Regions from separate parts of the Mus musculus genome. Here regions 1, 2, 3 and 4 are each linked to region 5. A link is a contact called in public Hi-C, HiChIP or PLAC-seq and promoter capture Hi-C data. All regions are on one chromosome and are shown on one strand. The core of a region is the stretch at or near the end of the contact, and the rest is flanking DNA. Distances in the headings are between cores, read along the strand shown. Region 1 holds the start of Slc30a2 (solute carrier family 30 (zinc transporter), member 2). Region 2 has its middle 16 kb from the start of Rps6ka1. Region 3 holds the start of Extl1 (exostosin-like glycosyltransferase 1). Region 4 has its middle 39 kb from the start of Hmgn2. Region 5 holds the start of Sh3bgrl3 (SH3 domain binding glutamic acid-rich protein-like 3).

Region 1 (4,591 bases), core at 1,857-4,356, 210 kb after region 5:
ATCTCTGTGAGTTCAAGGCCAGTCTGGTTTTTACAAATCAAATTGCCGGACAGCCAGGTCTGTTACACAGAGAAACTCTTATCTCAAAAAGCCAAAACCAAAACCTGGAGAATGTATGTGTTGCACCTAGGAGATAAAGGTGTTCTAACACACTGTCACAGTCTTTTTTTTTTTTTTTTTGGTTTTTGAGACAGGGTTTCTCTGTGTAGCCCTGGCTGTCCTGGAACTCATTTTGTAGACCAGGCTGGCCTCGAACTCAGAAATCCGCCTGCCTCTGCCTCCCGAGTGCTGGGATTAAAGGCGTGCGCCACCACGTCCAGCACACTGTCACAATCTTTCTCCCTAAGTAAGATATGACAGCAATCTGTGGTTATTCTATAGAGACTCCCTCAAACAGCACTTGCTGCCTCTCACCTAATTCATGTTTACAGGACCAGGGACTGGACTAAGGACTTTGTGCCTAGTCGGGGTCCTCTACCACCAAGCTCACACCCCAGTCCTTTTTCACTTTGGAACAGGGTCCCAGTAAATTGCCCAGGCTAGCCTTTTGCCCAAGGCTCCTAAACTGTTGGATTGCAAGCCCGTGTGACCTTGTCAGGGTCTCCTGTGTGTTTCAATTTAACTTCATAGGTGTTAAATGCCCACCTAGGTACTCAGTCCTGAACCAAGCTGACCAGGTGTCTTCCTTATGGTTTTAGTACAAACCATCACACCAGGGGAGGAGAGTTCTTGTCCCTGCTCCCCCATCAGCTGAATTCCAGGCTTATGCACCCAGAAATACTTGTTTCTTCTGTTCCCACTTCTCTAACTGAGAGGATTTGGTATGGGTTTCTTTTCATTATTGTTTGTCTTTTTGAGACAGGGCCTGCAAGTCGTAAGTACCCCAGGCTGGCCTCAAAGTAGCCATAAAGCCAAAGGGGACCTTGAACTTCTGATCCCTTTTCCCCTCCATCTCTGCAGAGGTGGGACTACAAGCATATGCCATTCCACTGGTTAATATGGTGCTGAGGCTGGAACTCGAGTCTGCATGCTACCCCAGTCCCGTCATGTCCAGACCAGTCTTTCCTCTGAGGTTTACAGTCTCATTTCTAGCCTGGGCTAGACGTGGTCATTTCTAGCCTGGGCTAACCATGGCCGTAGTGATACACATGGCCTTTCCTTCTGTAAGACCCCCGAAACTGGGGAGACCTCCGCTCAAGTCCCGGGATGAGCTGGCACCCCAATAACTCGAGAGAAAACCACACCTGATGCAAAACTGCAAGAGGCTTTGTTGTCAGCTAGCTGAGAACGAACTCCTTTTGCAGCTGTGCAGGGCAGGGGAGTTCGACCCCAAGGGGTAACAGTAGGGGGCTTTTAAAGGAAAAAGTGAGAAGTTGGGAGGAGTTTGGCTACAGCTCTTCTCTGGCAGGTGTCCTTGGTAAAATTACAAGGCATGAGGAGTGGGGAGTGAGTTGTAGCTCTTCTTTGTGGAGTTTATCTCCGTGTCCTTGGCACAGGGAGCCAGGCAAGGGCCTGGTTAGATCTTTTTACAATGATCACATCTCTGGTTGTAAGGTTTAGAAACAAAAAGGCTTTTTGCTGGCTATAGAGAACAAAGAGCTTCTTTCTGGCTGTATTTTTAGAGATCAGGGAAAACAAGCTTGGGGGAACGTTTAGGGGCTTTACCGTTCAGGGAGAAACGCTTTAAGTCGGGGTCTCACACTTCCTTCTCCCGCACTGGGCACTGGATAGGCTCCAAGGCTTTGTGCATGACTGCTCAATCCACAAACTACACCCCCAGTTATACTTTCCAAGCTGAGGTCATGAAGAATCTAGGAGATGGAGTGACTGAGTACAGAGATCATCAACCGGAAGGAGATATCTATCAGCACTGAGCTGTGGGGGGAGAGTGAATCGCAGAGCCCAATCCCCCCAAAAATAGACTGTTTGGAATACATAGGGCAAGCTGGGTATAGTGGCACATGCCTTTAATCCCAACACTGGAGAGGCAGAAACAGGTAGATCTCTACTCTAAGTTCGAGGCTAGCCTGGTCTACAGAGCATGGCCAGTTCCAGGACAGCCAGGGCTACACAGAGAACCTTGTCTCAGGGAAGGAAAAGAAAGAAAAGAAAGGAAAGAAGAGAAGAGAGGAGAGGAGAGGAGAGGAGAGGAGAGGAGAGGAGAGGAGAGGAGAGGAGAGGAGAGGAGAGGAGAGGAGAGGAGAGGAGAGGAGAGGAGAGGAGAGGAGAGGAGAGGAGAGGAGAGGAGAGAAGAGAAGAGAAGAGAAGAGAAGAGAAGAGAAGAGAAGAGAAGAGAAGAGAAGAGAAGAGAAGAGAAGAGAAGAGAAAAGTGTGGGGTGTGGTCTTCTCCGTTGAAGGTCCCACATCATCTCTTAGGAATTTGCTGGGCTTCTGGGGTACACAGTCTCCTGCAGTGTGTCTGTTCTCCCCAGATAGCATCGGTTAAAAAGACAGGACACTGTTCTTTGTAGAGACGGAGATAAAGCGGCCGATCTGGCCACTCCAGATCGCAATCAGAGAGTGCAAGGCAGGAGGAACTTTCAAAATGGGTCTGTAACTCCAACAGCCCTATTGTGGGGCACCGCCCCAGCAAGGGGGAGGCAGATCCTCTCTGGCTGCAGCCACGGGGCAAGAGCACCAGCCCCCTGTCACTCCCTTGCACCAAGAATCCAATTCCAGGAAGTCTCTCTTCCCCGCAGTAGCCCCCATCAAAGCTGCTAGTCACATCCCTACCCTAAGGGCAATCGAAGGATTTTCTTTCTTTTCTTTTTCTGAGGGTTTATTGTTGGTTGGTTTTGTTTTTTGAGACACTCTGTGTAGCCGTGAAACTTACTCTGTAGACCAGTCTGGCCTCGAACCTAGAGATCTGCCTGACTCAGCTTCCCCATTGCTGGCCTTAAATGTGTATGCCACCACGCCAGGCCGATTTTCTAGAAACTTGGATTCCAAGGCTTTTTTTTTTCTACAGGATTCCAGGAAGAGTGGGTTTTGTGGTCATCCAGTCCTAACTTAGCAACTCTAGGCAACTCTTAGCAAGTGCTTTTCTCTTTGCTCCAGGCAAAAACTTTAGGTCGCAGTCCGGCTCAGCTCCTTCGGGCTCCGGGGATGCAGGGGTCAGGTCCTGGGGGCAGAGCCGCAATTCCCTTTGCAGCCGGCCACCCTCCCCCCTCCCCGCGGGCTTTTGCACACGACGCGCGGCGGGCGGCTTCACACCAGGTGGCGAGGAGGGCCGGGGATAAAGCGGGCGGGCGCGGGGCGCAGCGGCAGGGCCGGAGCGGAAGGTGGAAGGTGACTGCGAGCTGCCATCGTCCCGCGCGCAACTTCGAGGGCGCACCGAGAGAGGCGGCATGCAGACTATGGACAAGCAGAACCTGCTGGAGAGCACGCGCGGAGCCCGGTAAGTTCAAGCCCCAAGGGGCGGGAAGCTGGGCAGCATCACACGTACCTCCTCTTTGACCATCTCGGCTGTGGTTGGTCCGAGCGGGGGCTTGAACTGGGACCCGATCCGAGGGATGGGGTGAGGCAAGAGAAAGGAAATTGGCGGCGGCCTCGTAGCCTCAGGGATCACCTGTCTCACCTGGCCAAGCACACAGTTCCTGAACGCTGCCTGCCTGTACGCCCGAGTGGGACGTAGGGTGCCTGGAACCCCGCCTTCACTCCAGCACTTTGATCCCGGGCAGCCCTGAGGTGGGGAGGCCCGGTGTCCTTGGGTGCGCTGAGCTATGGTCTTTAGCTGCTGTTTGAGCCAGAACTCTGCTCAGAGCTCTTTCTCTGAGCTCGACCGGACTGACTGCCCTTTGGCTAGTTCGCAAAGCTCTCAGCCTGGGAATGGGTGGAGGAGCAGGGGACCATCATAGAACAAGGTCCCAAGACTCACCTCCCCAATACCACACCCACCCCCCTGTAACATTGGCTGCATACCTCTGCTTACCCGCCAGCCAACGCGGGGTTCGGAGTGTTCTTACTTGTTCTGGAAACAGCAGACTAGCAATAACTCCCAGAGACTGGCCCAGTGCCCCCTCCCCCGTCTCCGGCTGAGCGGTCTCCTGTCCTTCCTCTTGCCTCCAGGTCCTTCTTAGGATCTCTGTGGAAGAGTGAAGCTAGCCGGATCCCTCCTGTGGACCTGCCCGCGGTTGAGCTGGCTGTCCAGAGCAACCATTATTGCCATGCCCAGAAGGATTCTGGAAGTCACCCTGACCCCGAGAAGCAGAGGGCCCGACGCAAACTCTATGTGGCCTCTGCCATCTGCCTGGTGTTCATGATTGGCGAAATCATTGGTAAGGCCGTGTGTGTGTGTGTGTGTGTGTGTGTGTGTGTGTGTGTGTGTGTGTGTGAATTAAGTGAAAGTTGCTGTGCACATAGGCTGAATGTTTACATTAATGCTAATGGCAGTAATAGCTACCCGTTTTATTGGTTACTTTTTCTTCTTTCTTTTTTCTTTCTTTCTTCCTTCCTTCCTTTCTTTCTATTTTTTTTTTTTTGAGCTTTCACTTTGCTTGCCTAGAACTCATATCTGTCTGTTTCTGCTTCTAGAGTGTTGGGATTAACGATATGTGACACCACAACCACCATTATTTATTTGTTTGTTTGT
Region 2 (4,844 bases), core at 1,932-4,431, 220 kb before region 5:
GTGGCAAGCGCCTTTAACCACTGAGCCATTTCACTGGCCCCCAAAGAGATCTTTCTGTTGGGCGAAACAATTTGTGTTATCATGGTGAAATTTAAAAAAGAGAACATAGAGCTGAGCAGAGAGCCCCGGGCCTGGATGCTCAGGAGGCAGCACTCTTTGGGCGTTTGTTTGTTTGTTTTATAAAAGAACTGGCTATGGTGGTGCAGACTGTTAAAGCAGCGCTCTGGAGGCAGAGGCAGGCAGAGCTCTGTGAGTGCGAATGAAAACGGCTGGCCTATTGAGTTTCAGTGCAGAAAGACAGCCAGGGCTGCATAGAGAGAGTCTGCCTCAAAAAGCTATAGAGAGACAGACACACAGACAGATAGGTAGTATTATTTAAAACATCAGGCCTTTTATAGGCATGCAGAGCTATGTCCAGTTTATTTAGTGCAAGGGATCAAACCCGTGGCCTCTGGGATTTTACCAGTTTGAGACTCTTCCCCTGTCCTAACATACTGTCTTGATTATTGAGATTTTGGTATGTCCTTAGGTTTTGTTCCCCAAACCCAACTTCATGCCAGTCTTGGCATTTCTCCTACAATTTCTCCACTGCAAAATCCTAGAACGTTTGCCATAATGACCACTATATTACTGATTTTTTTTTAATTTTTAATTTTTTTGGTTTTTCGAGACAGGGTTTCTCTGTATAGTCCTGGCTGTCCTGGAACTCACTCTGTAGACCAGGCTGGCCTCAAACTCAGAAATCCACCTGCCTCTCAAGTGCTGGAATTAAAGGCGTGCGCCACCACGCCCGGCTTACATTACTGATTTTTAAAAAGTGAGGTGGGGACAAGGGGAGGGCAGAAGAGATGGCTCAGCGGTCAAGAGCACTGACTGCTTTTCTAGAGGTCCCGAGTTCAATTCACAGCAACCATTTGATGGCTCACAACCATCTGTAATGGGATCTGATGCCCTCTTGTGTATCTGAACATAGCTCATATAAATAAATAAATCTTTTTCTTTCTTTTTTTTTTTTTTTTGGTTTTCCGAGACAGGGTTCGTCTGTATAACCCTGGCTGTCCTGGAACTCACTTTGTAGACCAGGCTGGCCTCGAACTCAGAAATTCACCTGCCTCTGCCTCCTGAGTGCTGGAATTAAAGGTGTGCGCCACCACGCCCTGCAAGAGTTACTTTTTTTGTGCATTGGTGTCCTGCCTCTCTGGAACTTGAGTTACAGACACTTATAAGTTGCCATGTGGGTGCTGGGAATTGAACTCTGATCCTCTGGTAGAGCGAGTCATCTCTCCAGCCCCCAAATTTGTATTCTTTTAATTATGTATGTGTGTGTGAGAGTATGGGTTTGTTCACTGATGCAGTAGCTACAGAGGCCAGAAGAGGGCATCAGATCCCCTACAGCTGAAGTTAAAGACACTTGTGAGCTGGCTTACAGGGCTGCTGGGGCCCAGATCTGGTCCTGTTGAAGCTGCTCTTACCCACTGAGCCATTTCTCCAGCCTCCGGCCTGAACTTTAAAGCTAACACAGGAAGTTCACCTACTTTAGATCCCAGAGCTATTTTTGGAGGAGAAGGCTAGAGAATGAACTTGGTCCCTGTCTTAGCTTGTTAGTTAGTTCCCCCCTCCCCCCGCCTCTTCCCCCCCCCATTCCCTTTCGCTCCAACCCTGCCCGTGCTCACTCCGCCCCCTATGTTTCTCATTTAAGGATGGTTGTGAGCCACCATGTGGTTGCTGGGATTTGAACTCATGATCTCTGGAAGAACAGTCAGTGCTCTTAACCCCTGAGCCAGCTCACCAGCCCTCTTGTTAGTTTTTCTTTTTGTTGTTTTGAGAAAGGAGAGGGGAGTCTCACTCTGTAGACTTGGCTAGCCTGAAACTTGCTCTGTAGACTCTGCTGCCCTTGAACTTAAGAGATCTGCCTGCCTCTGTCCCCTTGAGTGCCAGGATTAAAGCCCTGTGTCATAACACCTGGCCCCAGACGCATACTTTGTTCTTGCTTTGGCTACAGGTGTTGTTAACTAGTATTTACTAGTTTTTAAATTAAAGCTTTCTAGCCTCTCTCAGAAGTCGGCCACCCGGGTCCTTGTCCTGCCTAGTCCCCTCCCTTAGATGACTGTGTCACAGGTGCTCCATGCCGTCCCTGACCTCCTCACTCACTCATGCTCTGGTGGGTGTCTAGCTTCGTGCTTTCACGTAGGCCATCTTACAAACGGAAGACTCTTAAATCCCAGAGAGGAAGAAGCTTACAATGTACACAGTGGGTTTGTGACAAAGCTGGCACCAAGCCAGGCTTCCCATGGCCCCTCGGTGACATAGACAATTGCCAGTGCCCTCAGATGTGAAGGGAACTCAAAAAGGGACTTTCCCAGCTCAGAACAAGCTAACTTTGTTTCCTGAACATATCCAATGGCAGTACCATGGTGGGGACCTCCTCACCCACTGGCCATACCACCCCCTCCCCACCCCGACACCTCTGCCCTCCACTTGGGCATGGTGCAGAGCTGTAGGGTGACCTTCCCAGAACCTCACGGGAAGTTCAGGGTGAATCTGTCTAACTTCTGCCCCAGCTCTTGACCGAAGACCAGAGGAATCTACCCCCAGCTCACCACCTGCGTTAGCCCCATTTCTTGGAACCCATGAACCTGCCCGTGAGCTGCCCCCAAATAAACCTGCCTTTTTACTCTCTATTTGGCTTGAATTAGCTTATCTCGTTGGTGGAGAAAAACCTATTAACTGTCTCAAAGCAAAAACAAACAAACAAACAAACAAACAAACAAAAATGGCCACGAAGAAGGAAGCATTTCCTGTCTTGTATAAACTGTATTTCATGAGAATAAAATACTTAGGACAAGTTCATTTTTATGGAAGAATTATCCAGGTAATGAGTGCAACGTGAGTAAGAAAAATCACCATTTGGCAATGCCTAACAACATAATGACTCATTAGTGGACGGCAAAGCCAATAGGGGAAAGGCCGACGGAGACTTCTATAAGGAAGAGATCAATAAGGCCTCAGATTAGTCAGCTAATAGAATATGTCAGCTAAAACATTACGCACTTCAGATTTGCTGTAATATTGGGTGTACCGAGCTGGAGATTCAGTTCAGATGTCACAGTGCTGCTTAGCACGCAGGAGGCCCTGGCTTCTATCCCTGGTACTGAATCAAATGGGAATGGTGGTGTTCACCTACAACCCCAGCCCTCAGCAGGTGGAGGCGAGAGGATCGGAATACAAGGTCATCCTCTCCTCTAAGGGGAGTCTGAGGCCAGGCTAGAATCCATCCAGCCTGTCTGGAAAACAAATGACAAACAGCACTTGAAGTGCAGATGACGGTGGCCGATGAAGTACTGTTGCCAAACACATTAAACCCCTCTAACCAAGTCTCTGGAAATGACTTTTCGTTTACTGGAAATCTAAGGCACAAGAGCAAGTTTAACTACACTTCTAGGAAACAACAAATTTTCTACAGTATGGCAACTCTGATGGGACAAATCCTCGGTGTTTCCACAAGTAAAGAGCACTGGGAACAAATAAAAAGTGAGATGGCTCAGCTGGTAGAGCAAGCTCGGGGAGCTGAGTTAGATTGATTGTTGGAGCTCTCGTGTAAAAGTGGGTGGGGAGGGCTGGGGAGAGGGCTCAGTGGTTAAGAGCACTTGGCTATGTGAGACCCTGAAATATTGCTAGCACTAATGATACTTTTTAAAATAAAAGAGGAGACAAGTAGGAGGTTGGGAAAATCTTTTGATTTTTCTTTTTGCAGACCTGTAGAGATTTTAGTCCCAAAAGGGGAAAAAATTTTGCAAAAATGTTCATACTTATTGAAGGTGAGAGGCAAATGATTAAGTTTTCTTTAATGTGATGGGATGTTGACATTTTTCTCTCCCAGCACGGGGTACTGAGCTGAGGGCCTCAAGCACTCTAGATTAGTTACATCTTATTCCCATGGCCGAGGAACTAGCAAAAAGCAATTTAATGGCGAGCGAGCGTCTGCTGGCTCATGGTTCACAAGATGCTGATTGAAGGGTACAGCCAGCCGGAAGAGCTCTGGGCAGCTAGCTGGTTGCACAGTGTCTGCAGTGAGGAAGTGGTGGACAGAGGAGGAAGGAGGGAGGAAGGAGGAGAGGGACGTGGGGGTAGAGATGTGGGGGGTTTCTGGTGGTGGGGGGAGTGGTGTGGGGAGGTGGGGTTTGTGGGTGGAATGGGTAGGGGATGGGGTGGGGGAATAGGTGGCATAGCAAGTGACAATGGGGGTGACATAGGTGGGGGGATGGGGAGTGGTGGGGAGAGATGATGCTGGTAGCATTTTATCTTCTCTTTTCCTTTGTGTCACTACATCAAAGAGGGTCTTCCCTCCTAAGTGAAAGGTCTCTGGAAATGCCCGCATAAACACACCCATGGGTGGGTCTCCTAGGAGATTCTAAAGCCAGTCAAATTGACAGTGAAGACCTGTGACAGCAGAGGAGCACACTGCCCTCTGAGCTGGACAGCCTCTTCTTAGTTTAAGACAGGGTTCTACTGAGATGCCAAGGCTGACCTCCGAACTCATTCTGTGCCCAGGCTGGACTTGGGTTTGCAACCCTCTTGTCTCAACACCTGAGGTGCTGGGATTACAGGCTGAGGACACCAGACATTTTCTACAGGAAAAAAGGTTTTTAAAACTAAATGTAGGCCGGGCAGTGGTGGCGCACACCTTTAATCCCACCACTTGGGAGGCAGAGGCAGGCGGATTTCTGAGTTCGAGGCCAGCCTGGTCTACAGAGTGAGTTCCAGGACAGCCAGGGAAACCCTGTCTCAAAAAACCAAAACCAACCAACTAACCAACCAACCAACCAACCAAACAAACAAAAAAA
Region 3 (4,305 bases), core at 627-3,126, 240 kb after region 5:
CAGGCATGGAGGAGGTGGGAGGGGGAGGCAGCCTGCTATGTTTCTAAGATCCCCAAGGGAGAATTCCAAAAATCTGCCTTTCACACCCTCGGAGACTTATCACTCCAGCTTGGTGGAGATCTGCTCTGCTGTCTTAACCCTCTCTCTCCTACTGCGGCTGAGAGTTTGTCGGACAGGATGACAATCTTAACCCTTCACTCCATCCTCTGGATCTGCTCCTGTCCCAGCCGCCTCCCACTCAGGAGTTCCCTCCCACTCAGCGGCTCCCCAAGGGTAGGTTTACTTACTGCTGGGGTCCAGGGTCTTGCTCACAGTGCCTGTCCCAGAGGCAGGCTGAGGCGTGGGTGCTTGTGATACGCCACCTGCCTTTCTCCTCTGCTACCGCCAGTAAGGTGGCCCCAGGTTGGGGACTGTGCTGCTGCAGCTTGCCGGGAGCCCCACCTCGCAATGGGTGAGCTTCGGGGAGATACGGGAGCGCTAAATCGAAGCCCGGTCGGAAGATGTCCGAGGAGGGGCTGGCCTCAGCTACCATCGCCTGTCCCAGCCTGGTGCAAGGGGCTGGGTAGAGACTCAACACCAGATGGTTCCGGCCTCCGTTCCAGTTCGGAGGCAGGGGCCCGCAGGCTCCTCTACGATCCTGGCTGGGGAGAAAAAGGAGAAGGCAAGCGTCTGCTGGGCTGAGTGCAGAGTAGCGGGAGCCTTCCAAGGAATCCAGGATCCTGCGCTGAGCCTCAGAGGTCGGACCAGCCGGGGAGTGCACAAAGATCTTGAGGACCTTTCCCCTACACTTGGAGGTGTCAAAGCAGGCTCCCCAGGTGCAGCTGCTTCCCCGAGAGACCCGAGGGAGCTGTGCGACATCTTCTGGGTTCGTCTCAGACTGGGAGAAACTCTGTAAGAAGGCAGCATCCAGCCAGCGGGGCCAGCCTTGGGAGCGCCCTGGAAGAGGACCGGGCAACACTGCCAGGCGAAGGGGGAAGACTCCTAGGAGGACGAGGAGGAGCCAGAAGGCTGACAACGCCAGCCAGAAGGACTTTCTTCTCCACAGCATGTGGCCACCAACAGCTAGGACTAGAAGGAAGTGAGGAATTTCTGTAGCAAGTGGAGGAGGCGACCCCAGGCAGGAGGGAGCTGGAAATCAGCCTTCTGGTCCAGCGCTCTCACCATTGAAGGCAGGTCCCCTAGCTAAGTTCGACTAACCATTGGCCACCTGTGGGATTGACCCCTCGTGGGAAGTCCAAGGAGGCTCTGGCTTTCTAAATTTGCATTCCCACTCTCCGACTGCTTTCTCTACCTTCACACAACCTTGCCACCCTTTGCCCTCTCATCGGGACCTCTGCCCTGGGCCACTGCTCGGGCTGATGCAACCCTTGTCCAGACCACAAGATCGTGTCCATTTGCGCTCAGGACTGCACCCCTGATCTTACCCTTGACCCAAGGGCAGGCTATCTATGGAGAACTGTCTGGGTTCATGGGGAGTGGGTATCGGGAGGGGGTGGCCAAGGATGATGTAGAAGGAGGCAGGACTGTCCTCTCCCACTCTTCCCTCTGCCCCAAAAGCTCTTGAAAAAAACCCTGGCTACCCCTGTGTTTGGTGGCTGGCCTTCTGTGGCAGAACTATAAATAGACCTTGTGTCCATGTGGGCCACCAGAGCCAGCTGAAGTTGGAGCCGGAGTGCATCCCATGCCCGCCGCCTGGGGAATGAGAAGGTTCGGAGTGTGGTCTTCTTCCCCTCGGCTATGGCCCCTAACCCAGGCAGCTGCTCTGCACCCTCCGGCTAGGAGCTGTCACAGGGCAGAGGGCAAGACCTACGCTCCAAATTCCTGTTCCTGCCCCACAGGTCCAGCCGGCAGCTCCAGGTCCCACTCCAGAAGGTATCAAGTCGGTCCAGCTCTCTTTCGCAGCAGCAGCAGCCTGGCCACACCCCCGCCAGCTCTGATTGGCTCCTGGCTAGGAGGCAGGGTTTCCACTTAACCCCTTGCAACCTCTTTCGCTGGGGTACCGTTTCGTTTCTTTTTCCTTTTTTTTTTTTTTTGAGACGAGGGGGGTGGGGATGTTCCTGTAGCCCCGGTTGGTTTCAAACCCACCTTGCAACCAAGGACTTTGAGTCCCTGATCAATCTGTCTTCACCTCGGAGTGCTCGAATGCCAGCTACCTGCCATCACGCCTGGCTCTGGAAGATTAATAATGGTCAGGAGGGCACCATACCTCACTGGTGGCTGTGGATTGACAGTTTGCTTCTCTCCAAGGTCTTTACCAGTGATCCAAAGTAGATGTTTATCTGCCTTTCCCCCCCCCTTTTATTACGATTATCATTGTCTATTTTTAGAATTGATGTTGTGGTACTGGGAGTAGAACCCAAGGCTTTGTGCACACTAGACAAGTATTCTATCACTGAATTACATCACCAGCTCTTTTGTCTTTTTTACTATTGAGAAAAATGAAGCGCAGAGCAGGGATTGCCTTTCTTAAGGTGACCCAGCTTTGATGTGTCCAGGTGAAGATTTGAACTCAGAGCCTGGCCTGATGGGGCCTCTTCTTGTCCCCTCGGCCACTGAATGGAGCTGGGCAGTGTCTACCTGCATCTTTAAAATGGATTAACATCATTCCCTTGGAGGGTTGCTATTGTAGGTCCTACAAGAGCACTTGGTGGGGTGTCCTTCAACAAGGAAGTATCCTTCCGCTGGCCTCTCCTCCTTGGTGAGCAGCCTGAGGGCAGGGCACAGTGAGGTGCCCAGGAACATCCTCAAAATGGGATCAAGAAGAATCTGGCCTCTTGCAGTAAGAGGTAGGTCGCTCCGTGATAGACAGCTGCTCAGGCAAACCGCAGGCTTTCTCACGCAGGAGACAGGTGTGGGCATGCGCTGTTGCCATCCCACCAGGCTTGGAATTGGCAGAAGGTTCCCTTCCTCTAGGAAGCGGCTGAGACTCCTGAGTCAGAGCCAGGACCCTCCTTCAGGGGCTCAAGCTTGCTCTGGCCACATCCATGTTCAATCATCTAAGAGATCCTTCGCATCCTAACTTGGACCAGGTTCCCAGGGAGGCACTGGAAGTGCCATGCTGAATAAGAGTAATAGTGTAGGTGACTATGTCCTGAGCACGCTGGAAATGACTATAAAGGAGATATTACTATCATTCCCATTTTACAGAAGAGAAAGTTGAGGCTCAGGGAACTTGAGTAACTTTGCCTGTATTCCCATGGCTTAGCCAGGTCCTAAGCCATCTATCTATACATCTTCTCTTTTATTCTGAGGCAGTGTTTCTCTATGTAGCCAAGAACACACTATATAAACCAGGCTAGCCTTGATCTTGCGTGTCTCTGTGTCCCCTGTGCTAGGATTAAAGGTATATGTTACCATACCTGGCCATTCATTTTAAAAACATATTTATTTTTATTTGGTGTGTATGAGTGTTTGCCTCTGTGTGTGTGTGTGTGTGTGTGTGTGTGTGTGTGTGTGTGTGTGTGTGTGTGCCTGTGCATGCCTGTCTACAGTATTACAGTATGCATGCCCTGTGCCTAGGGGGGCCAGAAGAGGGCATCAGATTCACTGGAACTGAAGTTAGAGATAATTGCGAGCTGCCATGTGGGTTCTAGGAACCAAACCTGGGTTCACTGTATAAAAAAAAAAAAGAGCTCTGAGCCATTCTTCCAGCCTACCATCCATACCTTTAACCACTAAACAGGCAATGTGCAGAGTGAGATGGGCCCTCTCCTCTACCCCTGTTGTTAGAGAGCCTATGGATGGGGGAACCTGACAGCACACAGTGGGGCTGCTGAACCCAGGGGCCGAGAAGGCCTCTGAGGGTGACCTTGACCTTAGGACTGGAAAGGAAGCAACATTGTTTGGGGTTTGCCTGCACTGGGATGGAACCTTCCTACTTCCCCAAGCTGGGTAACTGCTCCCCTACTGAGCTGCCTCCTGGCTACATTTTTGTTTGGTTTGCTGGCCTTGAACTAGCTATGTAGTCAAGAAATCTCTTGAATGTCTGCTCCCCTTGTCTTGACCTCCTCAATGCTGTGATTGTAGGCAGGCACCACCAAGCCTGGGTTTATGTGGTGTCACACCTAACCCGGGGCCTCGTGCGTGCACGTTACACCCTACCAACTGAGCCATCCTCCCAGCTTCCAAATACGTTTTTGAGAAAAATCACCCTCCCTATGAGGAAGTAAGAAGTGGTCACCTTCTCCCTCATTCCACAATTATTTAGTGAGCGTTATCCCATGGGCCAGGCAGGCCCCGAGGGGAGCAGGTAGTGATAGCATCTTCACTGAAAATGGAGGCTTCTCTCCCAGAAGGAAACATAAG
Region 4 (4,743 bases), core at 1,329-3,828, 200 kb before region 5:
GAATTTAACTTGTCCTCATGGAAAAGCCCCCAAGGACTTAGCCTCCTCCATCAACAGAATCCTTCCTCTCTAGGCCTTAGTCCTGAGCGCTGTTTCCCAGTCAAAATAGTACTCACTTGTAGACTAAAGGGCTCAGGCACTTCGCTCTAGTGGGGTATTTTGTAAGGAAATTTCGATGTAGTCATCAGTGAAGTTTTTTAAAAATATTTATTTATTATATGTAAGTACACTGCAGCTGTCTTCAGACACACCAGTCAGATCTCCTTATGGATGGTTGTGAGCCACCATGTGGTTGCTGGGACTTGAACTCAGGACCTTCAGAAGAGCAGTCAGGTGCTCTTACCCGCTGAGCCATCTCACCAACCCCATCAGTGAAGTTTTGTTATGAGAACTGTCACATGAAGACTTTCCCCTCAAAGTTTTACTATCTTTAAATGTGTAAGAAAATTAAACTATGGAGTCAGACTCTCTGAAAGGTTTGATCTAGTCTGATTGGCCGAGTTTCCCTTCTTATCTCTTCAAGGTCCTCCCCCAGCCCCAACATCTGTGATACCTGCAGGGACAAGCCTGCCCCCCAACATCCAGCCCTTTATTTAACTTTTTAAAAGTTAGTATACAAGTAATGTTTTTTATGTGTGTATGACACATATACGTGTGTACGTTTTTTATATGTGTGAGTGTTCATACGTGTTCATGTGTGCATGTCCATGAATAAGCTCAGGGGTCAGAAGACAACTTGTGTATGTTAGAGGGAGGGCCTTATACTGATGATCACTTCCTGTAGAACAGGCTGGCTGGCTTTGGAGCTTCCAGGGAGTCTGTAGTCTCTGCCTCCAATGTTTTGTTGGGCAAGCTGAGATTAGGGGTGCAGTGCTACTACATAAGCAAGCTGAAGTTAGGGGTGCAATGCTAGTACACAGGCTTCCCTAGGTTCTTAGGACCCGAACTCAAGACCTTGAAAAGGACAGTTCTAAATTGGGCGTGGTGGTGCACGCCTTTAATCCCAGCACTTGGGAGGCAGAGGCAGGTGGATTCTGAGTTCGAGGCCAGCCTGGTCTACAAAGTGAGTTCCCAGGACAGCCAGGGCTACACAGAGTAACCCTGTCTCAAAAAAAAAAAAAGAAAAAAAAAAAAGAAAAGGAAAGTAAAGGAAAGGAAAGGAAAGAAAAAAAAAGAAAAGAAAAGAGAAGGAAAGAAAAGAAAAGAAAAGAAAAGAAAAGAAAAGAAAAGAAAAGAAAAGAAAAGAAAAGAAAAGAAAAGAAAAGAAAAGAAAAGAAAAGAAAAGAAAAGAAAAGAAAAGAAAAGAAGAGGGCAGTTCTGATGCTAAGGTCTTGTTCTACAATTAGTTCTTGATTTGCCAGTAAAGAAAGTCGGAGGCCAATTGCTGGGTGGAAGTTATAGGCGGGACTTCTGGGTGCCAGGAGGAAAAGGAGAGAGGTTTTCTGCCATGTTTTTGAGGGGAAGAACACAGAAACCATGTGGTCTCCGAGGCAAGGGCTGGGGGAGGGGGAGCTGGGGCCTGTGGCCACTACTACTACAGGGGGTGGCCATTGATGTTTGACAGGGGCCAAGTGGGACCAGCCACTGTAGTTTAGGGCTGATAATAAATTAGTAAGGGCAAGCTTTTCCAGGTTGGAGATAGGAACACTATTTGTTTATTTATTTGTAAAGATTTATCATTATATCTAAGTACACTGTAGCTGTCTTCAGACACACCAGAAGAGGGCGTCAGACATCATTACACATGGTTGTGAGCCACCATGTGGTTACAGAAATTTGAACTCAGGACCTCTGGAAGAGTAGTCCCTGCTCTTAACCGCTGAGCCATCTCTCCAGTCCCATGGAACTCACTCTTTAGAGCAGGCTGGCCTCAAACTCAGAGAGATCTGCTGGCTTCCTCCTGAATGCTGGAATCAAAGGTGTGCGCCACCATTGCCTGGTGAAAAGAGAAACTCGATATGGTTTCCTCACTTTCAGCAGCACTGGGAACCAAAGTGTGACAAGCTGTGTGCCAGGCAAGAACCCCTCCCACTGAGCTGCAGTCCCAGAAGGAAGGGACACATGACGTCATAATGGGATAAGCCTGTCTGTGATGGGCAATGACAGGAAACGGTGGAGGCCATCATAAAGATGCTATGGCTTTGGTGGTTTTTGTTCTTTGAATTCCAGGGTCCCACGCCGTCTGTATTAGTTGCTTTTCTGTTGCTGTATAAAACCGCTGTGACCAAAAGCAAACTTTAGGAAGTGTTCAGTCGGCCTTACAATTACAGAGAGAGAGAGAGTCCTGTGGAGTGTAGCAAATGGCAGTTAGAGCAGGAAGGTCAGAGATCACTTTACTCCTCACGTGGGAAGCAGAGGGGGCTAAGAGGAAGTGGGGTTACAACCTCTCAAAGGCCCGGATGAAGTTCTTCCCCCTGCAAAGACCACTCCTCCCAAAGGTCCCACAACCGCCTGGGGCAGCACCACTCACCGGAGACCCCGGTTCAGTTACCCGAGCCCACGGTGATGCTTCTCCTGTAGACAACCACACCCTCTATTTGTTTTATGCTTTAATAGATTTTCCCGGTTAGTTTACAGGAAAAGCATAGAAGACAGACACCCTGTACTTGTATGTAGAACAATTCAGGAAATCCCAAAGATTAAAGCTGTGCTGGCCAGTTTTATGCCAACTTGACAGAAGCTGGAGTCATCTGAAATGAGAGAGTCAGGAAAATGCCTTCATAGATCGGGCTGCGGGCAAGCCCGTGGAGTTTCCTTAGTTAGTGATTGATGGGGAAGGGCCCAGCCCGTTGTGGGTGGTGCCATCCTTGGCCTGAGTCCTGAAGTCTCTAAAGAAGCAGGCTGAGCAAGCCACTGACAGCAAGCCAGTAAGCAGCGTCCCTCTATGGCCTCTGCTCCAGCTCCTGCATTTGGAATTAATACTGCAGGAGAGTCGGGAGTTCAAAGTCAGTTTGAGCTAAATGACTCCCTGTCAAAAGAGAAAGAAATGCATTTATTTTTCAAAATTTCTAATAATATTTACAGATTAATCACTATAGAGTCGATTGTTAAAACTGTTTGCACCGGGCATGGTGGCACACGCCTTTAATCCCAGCACTTGGGAGGCAAAGGCAGGTGGATTTCTGAGTTCGAGGCCAGCCTGGTCTTCAAAGTGAGTTTGAGGACAGCCAGGGCTACACAGAAATCCTGTCTCGAAAAAACCAACCAAAACCAAAACAAAAACACAAAAAAACCCCGAAACTTTGCTGAGACACTTTTGACCTTTTCATTATTTAAATTTCACACATCTATCAATTCCTGATTTCTGTCCTCACTTTGCTACTTGTAGTTTGGACCCTACGGAATATAATGGGTACAAAAGACAGGAAAATATTAAGCACGAAATTTTGGGCTGGATCGAAGGCTTAGTTGTCAGGATAATCATTTTGCACTCTGTGTAAAGGGTGTCTATGTATTAATCAAACGTTGATTTCTGTCCCCCAGAGAGTTAAGTACTGGCCATACTTGGGCATTACTTTTATGGGTCATCACCTGTCTCAATATTTTGTAGACATCATCTCCATAACCTTCTGATTAGTTCTGATAGCCAATAGCTGAAGCAGGAAAGAAAAGGCAGGACTTCTGGGTAGAGGGAGGAATTGTGGGAAGAATCGATCGGGGGTAGGATTCGAGATAGAGACATGTAGTGATAATGAGAGGGAATGGGCCCTGTGGTTGTGAACTGGAACTAGTCGGGTTGGAGCTAGCAGGAAGATGCCTAGCTATAGTGTCTAAGCTCTCATAAATAACAGTACGAAGTCTCCGTGTCATTATTCGGGAGCTGATGGGTCTGAGACAGTCCAGGGGTAATTAGTGGCCAAGAGAACTTGCTATTCTTTTTTTTTTTTTTTTTTTTTTTTGAGACAGGGTTTTTCTGTGTAGCCCTGGCTGTCCTGGAACTCACTCTGTAGACCAGGCTGGCCTCGAACTCAGAAATCTGCCTGCCAAGTGCTGGGATTAAAGGTGTGCACCACCACGCCAGGCCTGAGAACTTGCTATTCTTTCTATATGGTGGCTCACAACTGCCTCAGCTTCAGCTCCAGGGTCTGATGATGGCATCCATGTGCACACAGGAGACCACACACACACACATTCACACACAAACGCACACATATACACATATACACACACATATACACACACACACACACTTTAAAAATACATATATAATAAAATCAGTTTTTTGTTTTGTTTTGTTTTTTTAAGAATGAAATGTTTCCTGTTAGAGTAGATTCTTAGGCCCTTTCCCAGTAAGTGCAGTGTGCTAGCTGGGTATCTTTTGGCATGATTGTTACATACTTGGCATGGGAAACACACAGTTGTTATCTTCAAAAGGCCTGCCAACCAGGCCTCACTTGCCTCCTGTAAAGCACTTTGGATTCATGGATCTTGAATAGGATGTGTGTGTGTGTGTGTGTGTGTGTGTGTGTGTATGTATGTATGTATGTATGTATGTATGTATGTATGTATGTATAATATATTTTTATATGATGTCCATTAGTGTTTTTTCTGCATGTATGTCTGTATGCTGGTATCAAAAGTCCTGAACTGGAGTTACAGATCAGTCTGAGCTGCCTTGTGGGTTTTGGGAATCGAACCCCAGTCCTCCAGAAAAACAGCCAGTTCTGTTAAAAGCCGAACCACCTCTCCAGTCCCCTGAACCCTGCACCAGATACATGAAGGGGTTTAATTTCAGAATTTCAG
Region 5 (4,726 bases), core at 744-3,243:
CCAGGCTCACTGCCCTGAATAAAGTGCCGCCCCTGACATAAGCTTCACAAGGCTCTCCAGAGAGGGGTTAGGCCTGTAACTGTAGGGAGGGGGTGGTAGAGATGCTCAGGCCTATAACTGGAGCCCCAGCCGGCATAGCCACTGACTCTTTGTCCCCTGGGTTCCTGTTCTCCAAGTTGTACTAAGTGAATCCAGTGGAGGGAGTGGCCAGCCCTAGCTGGGCTGACATTCTCTGTCTCAGCTGGGTCAGGGGAGCCTCAATGGGGGCGAGGCCTCTGAAGACAACCAGATGCATGTAGATCCACAAGCTCACATGGATACTTTCTCCAGAGTGTGCACAAAACCAGTGCCACAACTACCCCCATGGACCCAATCTAATACTGCTGCAGCTGTACACGCCCCCATCACCCCCCTACACTGAATCAGTCAGCTCCAACACGGGAGGCAGCCCGGGGGCAGCCACCCTCAGGCAGGCAGGCAGGCAGACAGCAGAACCTACATGGGAAACAGGGTGACTCAGCCATCATGGTCATGTGCTGCCAGCCAGCCATGTGTTCCACACACATACACACATGCACACGCACACGCAGCGGCAGCCCTGGGACAGTCCAAACACCACCAGAACTATCTGCCTCTGCCAGGCAGGGACCCGGACACCACAAGCAGTCAGCACCAGAGGAATGGACATTTAATTGTCTCTAGGGCACTCCTAGGATGGGGATGCGGGGCCTTTGGCAGAGCTCTGGCTGATGGAAGCAACAGAAATGCTCATCAGACAGGGCCAGGCAGAGAGGATGCCCCAAGGTGTGGCTGGGGACAGCCATCGTCAGGGCTTAAGACAATCTTTTGAGACTAGTTGGTGAATAAGGAATGTTGCCTCTGGAGGAAGAGGAGGCGGCTGCGGAAAGGGTCTGGGTCTGGGTTTGCAGATTAGGACGACAAGGAGTTGGTTACAAGGCCTGGTGAAGAGCTAGCTGGATAGGATCGGTGGCCATCCTGACTCAGGCCAGCTTCAGGAACTCCTGCAGTGTGTCCTGCTCCACGGCCTCCACGAAGAGTTCATAGTCCTGAGGAAGGGAGGCAGTCACCTGAGTCGAGGTGCAGGGCACCCCAGTTGTTTGCCCAGGTCTGACCCTGGCTGCAGTCCTCCAACACCTCCCAGAACCCAAACCCCATACCCCACAGTAGTGGTTCCCGTTGACAATCTGAGGTGGGGTAGCTTTGGGGTTGCCAGCCAAGGTTCGCATCTCATCTCGAAGGGCGTTGTCCTGGGAGATGTCCACTAGCTGGTATTGGATCCTCTTCCCATCTAGGATGCGGGTCACCTCACTCTGCTGGGACTTGATCTAGGGGCGGAGGATTGACAGGGTTGGCAGGCAAGCTGAAGGATTTGTGGGAGGAATTCCTTCGGGTGTGAGCAACAGCTTCTATCCTGCCCACTCTGAGGGGAGGTTCTGGCCACTAAGGGATGGGAAGGGTCCAAGGATAGACAGGTAAACTACTAGAGTTTCAGAAAGAAGACGGGCAAGTTCTGTGCATGACAGGGAAGCTAGACTCGGCGAGGGGCAGGCCCTCTCTACAAGACACATCTCCTCCTCCACAGCCGCACAGTGGAGAGGAAGCGGGATTAAAGCGGTCGGGGGTTGGTGCAAGAGAATGGATGGCCCTATACTGGGGGAATGAGCGTGGGCAGCTCACGCTGGGGATGCCGAGGGGCCCTTGGTGCGGGGGTTCAGGCTGGGCCCAGCCCTTGGACCAGACCTGGGAGGCCATACCCCGCACCTCACTGCTTCCATCGTGGGGGCGGCTCCCGGGCGCTGGTCGGAGCACAGAGACGGCCCACCCTCTCCGGGCGCCGGCCCAGGCACACACTTACTTCTCGGGAGCCGGTGACCGACGTGCTGTAGACGCGCAGGCCACTCATGCTGCAGGCGGGGGACACAGACCAACTGAGGGACGGTGGGAGCGGCAGCTGCACGGCTAGGAACTACGCTGCCGCCGCCGCGCTTGGGAGCGGTTTCCTTCCTGCTCCGCCCGCGAGTCACTGCTCTCGGGACCAATGAGCTGCGCAGGCGGGTAAGGCGGGGCCTGCATGACCCCGCCCTGCTCCGTGGCCTGGAGCCGGGAGGACCCCTGTCCTCTGCAGCTACTTGGCTCCCCCACTTCCCCCTCAGCCCCATGCTGGGGACCGGCTAAAAGGCAGAAAAAGCTGGGAAGGCAGGCGGACCGGTTCAGTTAAAAGCTTTCCCCAGTCTACCCGGGTTGTGTACATTCAGTGGCCAAAGCAGTGCCACCCAGGTCTCCCGGTCTCTTAATAGCACAGCTCAGTATGGAACTTTGGAAGGCGGGTCAGTTCGCAAGCTTAGACAGCAAGGGCCGGGGGGAAAGCTGTGGTGGGGCGCTGGAGGGCGGGGAGGGCCAGTGCAGCCAGGACATTTTCTCTAAAGCACCTCTCCACTCAAACAGGCTCAGACAAGAAAGGGGTGGTGGCTGTAAGCGAGGGGGTGGGGGAGCGGCTCACACCCTTCAGGAGCCAGGGGGAGGAAGTAGGCTGCGGGACAGCGAGCGTGCTAGTGTGCGGAGTCAAAGGCTGGTGCCCCGACTTAACCTGGCTTGCACTGGCCCTTGGCACAGCTATTTTTGGGGTGATCCCAACTTAACTCTACCTTTACATTGCAAATGACACCCCACATCTTTGAACTTTAAGAATTCAGCTAATGAGATGGAAGAGAGTCCAGCACCCATTCCAACTGTGGATCAAGCTCTGTCAGGTTCACTATAGGCCCCAAGAGTAGACCTGGGGCTACATAAATAATGGCGCAGGAACAACACAATTCTGCTGCCTGCTGAGGCAAACTGCCTGTCTGCTTCTGGGGAAGTCATTTCCTCAAAGCCACAGAAACCCAGAAGCTGCTGACCTCTGAGAGGTGTGCAACTTTGTAGTGACAACTGGCGGCGGTTGCTCTCTGCAACACAGGAGTGTGGGCAGAGACTAATCTGTCGCCACCCAGAGCAGAAGTGGGAAGACTGAGCCTCCACACTGGATCTGCCTAAACTCACTTCAAAAGAGTCACAGGCAGGCTGGCAGGGGACGCTGGGAGGCACTAGGAAACCGGAGTGTTTGTTAAATGTTTTATTCTGTAATCAAAATAGGCAATACAAACCAGTCGACTTAACAAAGAGTCATATAAATAACTTTATAAACTTTACGAAGAAAAATACCCGTGAGCATGGAGGCTGGGCTCCCGATAACAGGGTGGAAACCAACCAGGAAGCTCTGTTTTAAGGAGGCAGCAGCCCGGAGGCTGAGGGGATGGTCAGCTGGGTGTGATTACTCTGAAAGGTAAGCCACTCCATAAGAAAACATAAACTTGTTAAAACACTGGCAAAGCGGCCCCTCAGGCCCTGGAGGTCCATGGTGCTGTTAACAGCCCCAAGGCTTAGCAGAAGTCCTGTCTGCACCCCCACAACTACTTTACTCCTCATACATACAGGGCCCTTGGATCCAAACTAGAGGAGGTTGAGGGCTGGCCAAATAACCAGATACAACTGAGACGATCCCTAAATTGGGAGGCAAGAAAAACCAGAAAGCTAAGGCTCAAAGGCCTTAGAGAAACACAAAACACCAGAAAACACTCAACACTTTTTTTTTATCTTAGGTGCTCCGAACTGTCAAGGTTAGAGCAGGAAAAGGGAACCCTCCTAACCCCAAATGAGAGGCACAGTTCAGAGGACAGCGACAGCGCCCAGCCTTAGGAAGGACTGAGCAGCCACAGCCACCCTGTGCTCTTACGGGGGAAACTCATGTCCAACCCGGGAACCACGAGGCAACCACAGAGGAGTCTGTACTCCTAGACGACATAGCGGACCCAAGCACATGCCCACATGCCCAAGGTTCTAGGGACAGACAATGGGTAGCTAGGAAGAGTTTCCTGTAAAAGATGGCCCAGCAGGCAGGCCGAGGAGCCCTGCCATGGTCCCCAAGTCAGTGATCATAGTAGGGGCTCTGCTGAGAGGTGGATAACCCTGAGGCCTCTGTGGGAACAACAGCCCTGAGGAAACAGGTACCTGAGAAAACCCAGAAAGCCAGCTGAGTTCTCAGAAGACTGATACAAGGGGCCTGAGAATTCTTAAAAGGTTGCTACTCCTACTTTACCCTTTAGGCCTCTCTTAAAAGAGCATCAGTAGGACCAAGGTATGGATAGGAATGAACATGGATCCGTCCTGGAGGATGGAGGGGAGGCCAGCAGCCTGTTTGCTTCTCATGCCAGGTTAGAGCTGGGAACAACTTGTGAGGACTTTATCAGTTGAAATCTGCAAAAAGGTTAATTAGTAACTCAGTCTTTAAGAGTGAATTAAGATAACAAGCAAAACATAACCCAATAAGGCAAAGCCAGAGAACAGCAAAACAGGCAGGCTTCTCACAACCCTGGGACAAGATACAGGCTCTCCCCTCTGGGTGCAGCAGCTGAAGGCAGAACTCTCAGGGAAGGAACCTTCTGGCGAGGCAGCAGCAGCCTAAGTCCTCCCTGGCACTCCTCACTGTGTGGCACAGTTTTCTCCCATGTCCTGGGCATATCTGTCTGACAGGCTGGTCCTTAAGTCCTCAATGTCATGGCGCAGCTGTTGAACCTCTTCTAGTTTCCTCCTGATCACATCTGGCTTTTGTAGATCTAGCTGCGTCCCTGGGTGCTGGGTGGCTGAGGAGGAGAGAGTTTCAAGAGTG

What was found. Hi-C and Micro-C count contacts between places; a contact is called where the count stands out from the background. HiChIP or PLAC-seq counts read pairs in DNA pulled down with a chosen protein or histone mark. Capture Hi-C pulls out chosen DNA fragments and counts their contacts.
Region 1: a contact with region 5 is called in a promoter capture Hi-C map of adipose tissue. The contact joins the promoter of Slc30a2 here to the promoter of Sh3bgrl3 in region 5. A contact is called at or near these places in 8 of 39 promoter capture datasets (the 3T3-L1 cell line, 3T3-L1-derived adipocytes, embryonic stem cells and 4 more), 2 of 484 Hi-C or Micro-C datasets (the G1E-ER4 cell line and the N1E-115 cell line), 4 of 115 datasets of contacts at active chromatin or transcription factors (bone marrow-derived dendritic cells, embryonic stem cells, forebrain and 1 more) and 2 of 9 other capture datasets (adipose tissue and pancreatic islet).
Region 2: a FOXA1 HiChIP or PLAC-seq map of pancreatic cancer cells shows a contact between it and region 5. The contact joins the enhancer-like site here to the promoter of Sh3bgrl3 in region 5. A contact is called at or near these places in 1 of 15 datasets of contacts at CTCF or cohesin (CD8 T cells), 5 of 484 Hi-C or Micro-C datasets (all in embryonic stem cells), 9 of 115 datasets of contacts at active chromatin or transcription factors (bone marrow-derived dendritic cells, effector CD8 T cells, embryonic stem cells and 3 more) and 3 of 9 other capture datasets (adipose tissue, liver and pancreatic islet).
Region 3: a contact with region 5 is called in a promoter capture Hi-C map of pancreatic islet. The contact joins the promoter of Extl1 here to the promoter of Sh3bgrl3 in region 5. A contact is called at or near these places in 2 of 39 promoter capture datasets (the SN4741 cell line and stem cell-derived epiblast-like cells), 2 of 484 Hi-C or Micro-C datasets (the N1E-115 cell line and embryonic stem cells), 2 of 115 datasets of contacts at active chromatin or transcription factors (embryonic stem cells and kidney) and 2 of 9 other capture datasets (adipose tissue and pancreatic islet).
Region 4: a Hi-C map of B cells shows a contact between it and region 5, with 1.4 times the contacts expected there. The contact joins the enhancer-like site here to the promoter of Sh3bgrl3 in region 5. A contact is called at or near these places in 1 of 39 promoter capture datasets (the C10 cell line), 1 of 15 datasets of contacts at CTCF or cohesin (CD8 T cells), 6 of 484 Hi-C or Micro-C datasets (B cells, the N1E-115 cell line, embryonic stem cells and 2 more), 9 of 115 datasets of contacts at active chromatin or transcription factors (T-cell acute lymphoblastic leukemia, bone marrow-derived dendritic cells, effector CD8 T cells and 4 more) and 2 of 9 other capture datasets (adipose tissue and pancreatic islet).

What each region holds. Positions count from the first base shown.
Region 1 is chr4:134,339,940-134,344,530 of GRCm38.p6, forward strand. It overlaps Slc30a2 (solute carrier family 30 (zinc transporter), member 2), which reads left to right and starts at 3,107. Exons shown (of 8, transcript NM_001039677.2): 1 at 3,107-3,397; 2 at 4,069-4,277. The coding sequence starts at 3,348.
Region 2 is chr4:133,901,325-133,906,168 of GRCm38.p6, forward strand. No RefSeq gene overlaps it. Among named protein-coding and RNA genes, the nearest start is that of Rps6ka1, 16 kb to the left of the region's middle. Within about 2 kb of position 3,182, at least 34 of the 459 cell types and tissues checked have an H3K27ac peak or open chromatin away from gene starts, as enhancers often do. A contact at or near this core is called in CD8 T cells, microglia and pancreatic cancer cells, where this site is marked.
Region 3 is chr4:134,370,671-134,374,975 of GRCm38.p6, forward strand. Extl1 (exostosin-like glycosyltransferase 1) reads right to left here and starts at 1,877. Exons shown (of 11, transcript NM_019578.2): 1 at 288-1,877. The coding sequence starts at 1,048.
Region 4 is chr4:133,926,728-133,931,470 of GRCm38.p6, forward strand. No RefSeq gene overlaps it. Among named protein-coding and RNA genes, the nearest start is that of Hmgn2, 39 kb to the right of the region's middle. Within about 2 kb of position 2,579, at least 100 of the 459 cell types and tissues checked have an H3K27ac peak or open chromatin away from gene starts, as enhancers often do. A contact at or near this core is called in B cells, CD8 T cells, the N1E-115 cell line and 6 more, where this site is marked.
Region 5 is chr4:134,126,740-134,131,465 of GRCm38.p6, forward strand. It overlaps Sh3bgrl3 (SH3 domain binding glutamic acid-rich protein-like 3), which reads right to left and starts at 1,994. Exons shown (of 3, transcript NM_080559.2): 1 at 1,877-1,994; 2 at 1,179-1,346; 3 at 667-1,067. The coding sequence starts at 1,924. The coding sequence ends at 1,002. Cep85 (centrosomal protein 85) reads right to left here. Exons shown (of 14, transcript NM_144527.3): 14 at 3,119-4,700. The coding sequence ends at 4,540. Ubxn11 (UBX domain protein 11) reads left to right here. Exons shown (of 15, transcript NM_026257.3): 15 at 1-41. The coding sequence ends at 18.